Regions from separate parts of the Mus musculus genome. Here region 2 is linked to region 1. A link is a contact called in public promoter capture Hi-C data. All regions are on one chromosome and are shown on one strand. Each heading gives the region's core, a stretch centred on a gene start, on an enhancer-like site or on the middle of the called end of the contact. The rest is flanking DNA. Distances are from core to core; before and after follow the strand shown.

Region 1 (2,867 bases), core at 29-2,528:
CACGCTGGGATAATAATCTTTTTGCTGTTTCCAAAACTACATTTTGAGGTCACTGAAACAAAGCTGCCGCCATTATTTTGAGGCAGCATCAAAAGCTGTTCTCAACACATGAAGGTCCAAAGTTCTTTTTCTTCCTTGCTAATGAAGACTGCACAGAACGACTGAGACAGTGACAGAAATCCAATAAGATAAATACTCCCAGCGAGCAGGTTCTCTCTTCTCCCACCTCCACCACCAAGCACAGCTGGCGGACCGGATAAAAGAGGAGGGGGCAGGGTCTCCGGCCAAATTGCCAGTATTTGCATCTAGTTTTAGCTGCCTTATACAAAGGACTTCTATTTAAAACTAAGCACCAGCCCAGGCAAAAGAGACTTGCAGGAGAGAAAGCACCGGGTAGGGCACGGCTCCCAGCAGGAGCTTCGCCGTAACCGTAAAACTCAATGTTGGACAGTTAGGCAAGCAACAAGCCTCTTCCTCGCTTTTGTGCGCACCCCCCCCCCTCCTTCCCGGGGAGGGATAACCAGGGAGACCATAAGGTGAAATGGCATTTTAAGTGGGGGTTGCAAACCTCGGAGGAAGGGGGCATGCAGTAGCCTAACTTTAAGGCTGGAACCAAGGGACTCCAAGAATTCCAAATGCAGGATAGATGAGCAGCCACCCCTCCCCGCAATCCGCCAGCTCCTCAGGTGACACAAAGCAGGCATCCGCCAGCAACGCGTGGAAGTCATGGGCAGCGGGCATCCGAGACACCACGGGCTCAGGGAAAATCGAGGTGGGGGTCACGTCGCGGCCAGGGATCCCACAGCCAGAGGCCATCAGCCCACCCTCCAGACAGGCCACCGGCCACCACCTACCAACTGCCTTCGCAGCAGCAAGATGTTCTCTTCCAGGAACTTCTCCTCCAGGCGGCTGCGCTGCGCCGCGTCTCCCCGCAGCTCCCCGGAGCGCGGCGCGACGGTCCCCACGGTCCCGGAGCAGCGCAGCGCACCGCGCACCAGCAGCTCTTGGCGTTGCCGCAGGTACCCCAGCTCCGCCAGCCCCGCCAGCGTGGCCTCCTGGCGCTCGCGGGTACGCTGCCGCTCCGTGTCCGCCTCGCCCCTCTCGCGCCAGCGCCCCTCGGCCTCCGCGCCCCGGCCGGGGCTCAGCGGCTCCGGCTCGCGCGCTGCGTCCGGCTTCATGACCCCCCGAGGCCCCGCCAGCCCGGGAGCAGCAGCACACGCTAGGGCCCCGGCCGCGAGCTCATGCCGCCCGCACTCGCATCCCGCGCTGCTCCCGTCTGCCGCCCCGCAGCTGATAACGCCCCGGCCACGCTACGTCACTCCCGGCCCCGACACCCCGCCTGCTCGCCCGCCCGCCCGCCGCCGCCTCCGCCGGCTCGCGGCGATCAGCTCCTGTCAGGCGCCGGGGCCGCCTGCGCCCCGCCCCGGCCCCGCCCCGGCTCCGCGCCCCCTTTTTCGGTCCTGCGGCACCGCGGTCCCCTCGGCGCCGATTGGCTCGGCTCCATCTCCGGCAGCGGTGGCGGGTGAGGGCCGAGCATCTTGTTACAGCCAGCCCCGAGGGCCGGTCCGCGGGCGCCGTGGCTTTGGGCTCCCGGGACAACTTTCTGAAACTTAACCCCTTCCTCACGTGTCCACGCTCCAAGTCCTCTCCCTTGGCTCTGGGTTTCTTCATCCCAAGCTAATGTCCACTCGGTACTCAGAACACCACTTCTGTAGACTTGGGTTTGGAGGTCGCCTTTGTTTTAAACTCTATTTTGTAACTGGAAGGAAAAAAAAAAAACAAGCAAGGACGTTGTTCTAAAACTCTTTTTGTTTGTTTCAGCTTTTAATCGGAGCTTTGCTGAAGAAGGCCTTTCAAGTCTTACAGAAGGATGCTGTTGTGAGGCCAGCGTTCGCATCAATTCCTATAAAAGCCCAGACTTTATGAGGGGTGGCGTGTGAGCACCTATTGTTTTGTTTTGTTTTGTTTTTTACCGTTCCTTAGCTTCTGTTCACTAGAGCCCTGACTCCGAATCCAGACTGTCTGAATCTGATTCCACGAATAGCAAGTTAAGTGCCCTCCTTGTGCCTCCGTTTACCCAATAGTAAAATGGAGCTAACAGACCAGTCTATTCTAAGAATTACAGTGGCAAACGACGTATAATACATATGCGGTGGTCCAGCACATAAATCTTTAAATAGTTATCTCTCTCCGGGAGGCAGAGGTGGCACATGCTTTTAGTCCCAGCACTTAGTAGGCAGAGGCAGGCAGATCTCAGGGTCGAGGACAGAGAGAGAGAGAACGATATTGTGCTCATGGGGTTTCTTCCCCGACCCCAGGGGAACTTATTTTAGAATTCCCCTAAAATACCATTCAGGATTTGACCTTGTGTCCTTGGGATGCCACTCAGTGGGTATTTCATTGGCTCGGGGATCTATCTGGAAACGCCATTAGCTGGCTTATGGGAGCTGCACCTCATGCCTTGAATCCTAGAACCTCAGAAATTAAATTTAGGGAGTCACAATTTGAGATCATTAAGACAAAGTGTTCTATGAAGGAACACATTTCAGGTCATGACTTCAGAATTTTACACCTTTGCCCAGCTGCTCACTTCAGCAAGGAATTCTCTCTCTTTTTACTCTCTATGTGGTCTAATCTTCCAAGATCAATTTGTTCATGCCCTATGCCCCATACCCGCCCCCCTGCCCCCACTGGTTAACTGCATGAGTGCCTGGTCTTTCTCACACACTATTGTCTGGTTCTCTTTCTGGGCACACACAATCTGTGTGCTTAGGTGTTCCTTGTGTATCTTCTCTCCAGCTACGTCATAAAAGCTCCCTGAAGGCAGGAACTGTTTTAATACCCTCATAGTACCGGTGCTCTCGCTA
Region 2 (2,761 bases), core at 102-2,601, 310 kb before region 1:
TTATCACCTGACCCAGCTCACCGGCCCATCCTTTCCTCTTCTGTTGAGGCCACAATAGTAGCAGAGATTGATTCACCCTCTGCTCTTTTCATTGGTTGCTTTTTCTCCTGTGGTCAGTGTTGAGGGTACATCTCTGAGCCACTTTACAAATATTGAGTCCTATGTGTAACAGGATTCTATAGGCACTGGTGCGTCGTTTTCAATGGTCCTGTCCCTCTGTTGTTGTTGCTTGTTTGTTTTGTTTTGTTTTGTTTTGTTTTCCTCATTTCCAGTTACCTAGATCTTTAAACCAGGAATTCTTGGCAGGCCTCTGTACTGCTTTAGGTCTGCTCAAGCCCCTTGATGAATGAGTGTCCTTTGGACTTCCCGTCCTGGCCTTGATGTCTGCACACTCCCCGGGTCACTGCCCTGGGGCCCCATAACACTTGAGTTAGATTGAGGAGTGCTGTTTCTGGACACTTCCAAGTGCCATGTCAAGAGAATGAAGATTTGAGATAAAGACTTCCCAGAGAAAGACTTTAGGTGGCCCTTAAAAGAGAGAATGAATTTAAAAAGGCCAGACAAAGTCCTCTGGGAGGACCAAATGACTTCCCCAGACACCGCAGTGCAGGACTCTGAATAAGACAGGTGTTCTCTTACATATTGCCTAATCTAGGAAGGCTCCTCTGAGTGTCCCATTAGTACCAGGAGGAAGGTTTAATGGGAATTAAATTGCAATGAATATTCACAAACCAGACAAACTCTGCAAGAGTTCTGAGGGCCCACAGAGTGGAGTGATGTAATGACCCAGAGGCCCAGGGGCACTGGTGAAAAATAGATAGAGTGGGTCTCTTGGGACACTTCAGAGGACGCGTTAAAGACTTCGTGAAGAATAATGTCTCACATTGATGAATGAAGAGCTGTAGAGCAAAACCGTCCTGTCCTGATTCTGGCTGCCGTTGCCAGGGAATAATTGATGAACCACGTGCTGATTCAGAGCTGTCTAACAACCACCCCTGGATGAGGAAGCAACATGTGGAAATGCCACTGTTTCTGCAGCAACACAATGCTATCAAGTTAACACGTTAGTCTTTCATCTGAAAGTATAAGGAGACAAACCATTTAAATTCTTACAGGCACTACCTCTACTTGTTGAGGACCCTGCTGCCGAGTAAGAGCCGTCATGGCTAGGTGGACTGTTTTGACATTAATGGAGTGCTAGGTTGGAAAAGACCCACATACCAACCCCAGCATTTGTAAATCGTTACCTTTCTCAAAAAGTCAGTGGGATTAAGGCTCAGGCTTTGGTTTGGGCCGTTTGGATGCACCCAGCGTCTTTCTAAGTGAGCGTGGGGTCCAGGAGCCAGCGTGAGAGATGGAAACTAGGATAAGAGCAGGGGCTGTGTGAGGAAGAGGCAACAAGCCAAGGAAGGCAGATGGTTTCTGGAAGCTAAAAATAAAACGCAAGGAAATGGATCGTACCCTGGAGATAATCTCTGCTTAAGGCATGGAGGCTTCAGGACTTCCTATGTCACCTGAGCTGGAACAGCCCTGCGCCCCAGTCTGATCTCTTCAGTCCATGTTGAACCATCTTCCACACACTCCTTTTCTATCCCTCCAGATCTAGGGACAGGAGCTGCTTTCATCCGCCTTAGTGATGACATACGATCTGGTTTGCCTCTTGATCCCTTATTATATAATAGATCCTAGTATTAAGGGCTTGCTGCTATTATTATTATGGAAGTGTTTGTAGTTTCTGGCTCCTGACAGGGTTGTGAATGACACAGTACTCATCGCTATGCCCTAGCCCAATGCTGACTGCAGATGACTTTAATATGAGCACCAGTAGCTAGCTTCCTAACCCATTTGGCTCCAAACACTAGGCTTTAGGTTTTGGTCCCCACGTGGCCCTGGTTTTTCTCTTTACCTAGCTGCTTGCTTTTGCACTGTAGACACACGAGGTGCTTTGGTTTGAGTTCTACCCCATTCATAAGATATAAATTCCCGCATTCTTGCCTTGGAACCCAGCTGCATTGCTCCCCGAGGCTGGGCGCACATCACATATCTTTCTGGGTGGAAATAAAACTTTAAAACTGCACACCCAAGCTGAGTCCCTTAGCCATGCTCCTCTTCTTCCCCAGGCTGGGGAGTGTTCTGCTTTTGTAAGTAAAAAGGCTGGGTGTCCCTGAAGCAGCTCCAGTTTCTCCTCCTGATGGCTGTAGAGGGAATTCTGTGATGTAGGCGGGGTACTTATGTAAGAAAATTAATTTGTTTGTGAGTTTGAGGAAGCTCAAATAATTGTGGGCTTGGTTATACACTGAAAGGGTAATTTCCAGGCAATACATCATCTTCAAACACCCAGGCTGTTTTGACATGGCCGGGATTTGGGTTCTGTGCTCTTTCGAAGGCCGTATTTTAGTTTTGTGTAGCTTTTATTATTGGAAGCAAAGAAATAACCCAGTGGTCCTCAGCCTTCCTAATGCTGTGACCGTGTAATACAGTTCCTCACGCTGTGGTGACCCCCAACCATAAAATTATTTTGTTGCTACTTCATATTGTAATTTTGCTACTGTTATGAATCATAATGTAAATATCTGTTATGCAGGATATCTGACATGCAACCCCTGTTAAAGGGGTCAATTGACTGCTCCCCCTCAACAGGGTCGTGGCCCACAGGTTGAGATTCATTGCAAAAATTTTATAGGTTCTATCATGACCTCAGTGGTGTCCCTTTGGCTGGGATTCTGGTCTCTTCTCAGGCAGTCCAATGCTGCAGGTGTTG

What was found. Promoter capture Hi-C pulls out the DNA fragments that hold promoters and counts their contacts.
Region 2: a contact with region 1 is called in a promoter capture Hi-C map of hippocampal neurons, with 7 times the contacts expected there. The contact joins the enhancer-like site here to the promoter of Dact1 in region 1. A contact is called at or near these places in 11 of 39 promoter capture datasets (the 3T3-L1 cell line, the HPC-7 cell line, cranial neural crest and 6 more), 6 of 484 Hi-C or Micro-C datasets (cerebral cortex, embryonic fibroblasts, nephron progenitors and 1 more), 13 of 115 datasets of contacts at active chromatin or transcription factors (VIP interneurons, craniofacial prominence, embryonic basal ganglia and 10 more) and 3 of 9 other capture datasets (adipose tissue, embryonic stem cells and pancreatic islet).

What each region holds. Positions count from the first base shown.
Region 1 is chr12:71,308,295-71,311,161 of GRCm38.p6, reverse strand. It overlaps Dact1 (dishevelled-binding antagonist of beta-catenin 1), which reads right to left and starts at 1,278. Exons shown (of 4, transcript NM_021532.4): 1 at 855-1,278. The coding sequence starts at 1,178. It also overlaps a transcript of 2700049A03Rik not described here.
Region 2 is chr12:71,622,936-71,625,696 of GRCm38.p6, reverse strand. The region is part of intron 2 of 9630002D21Rik (a long non-coding RNA gene); the gene reads right to left. Among named protein-coding and RNA genes, the nearest start is that of Gm46356, 5.3 kb to the left of the region's middle. Within about 2 kb of position 1,351, at least 16 of the 459 cell types and tissues checked have an H3K27ac peak or open chromatin away from gene starts, as enhancers often do. A contact at or near this core is called in hippocampal neurons, where this site is marked.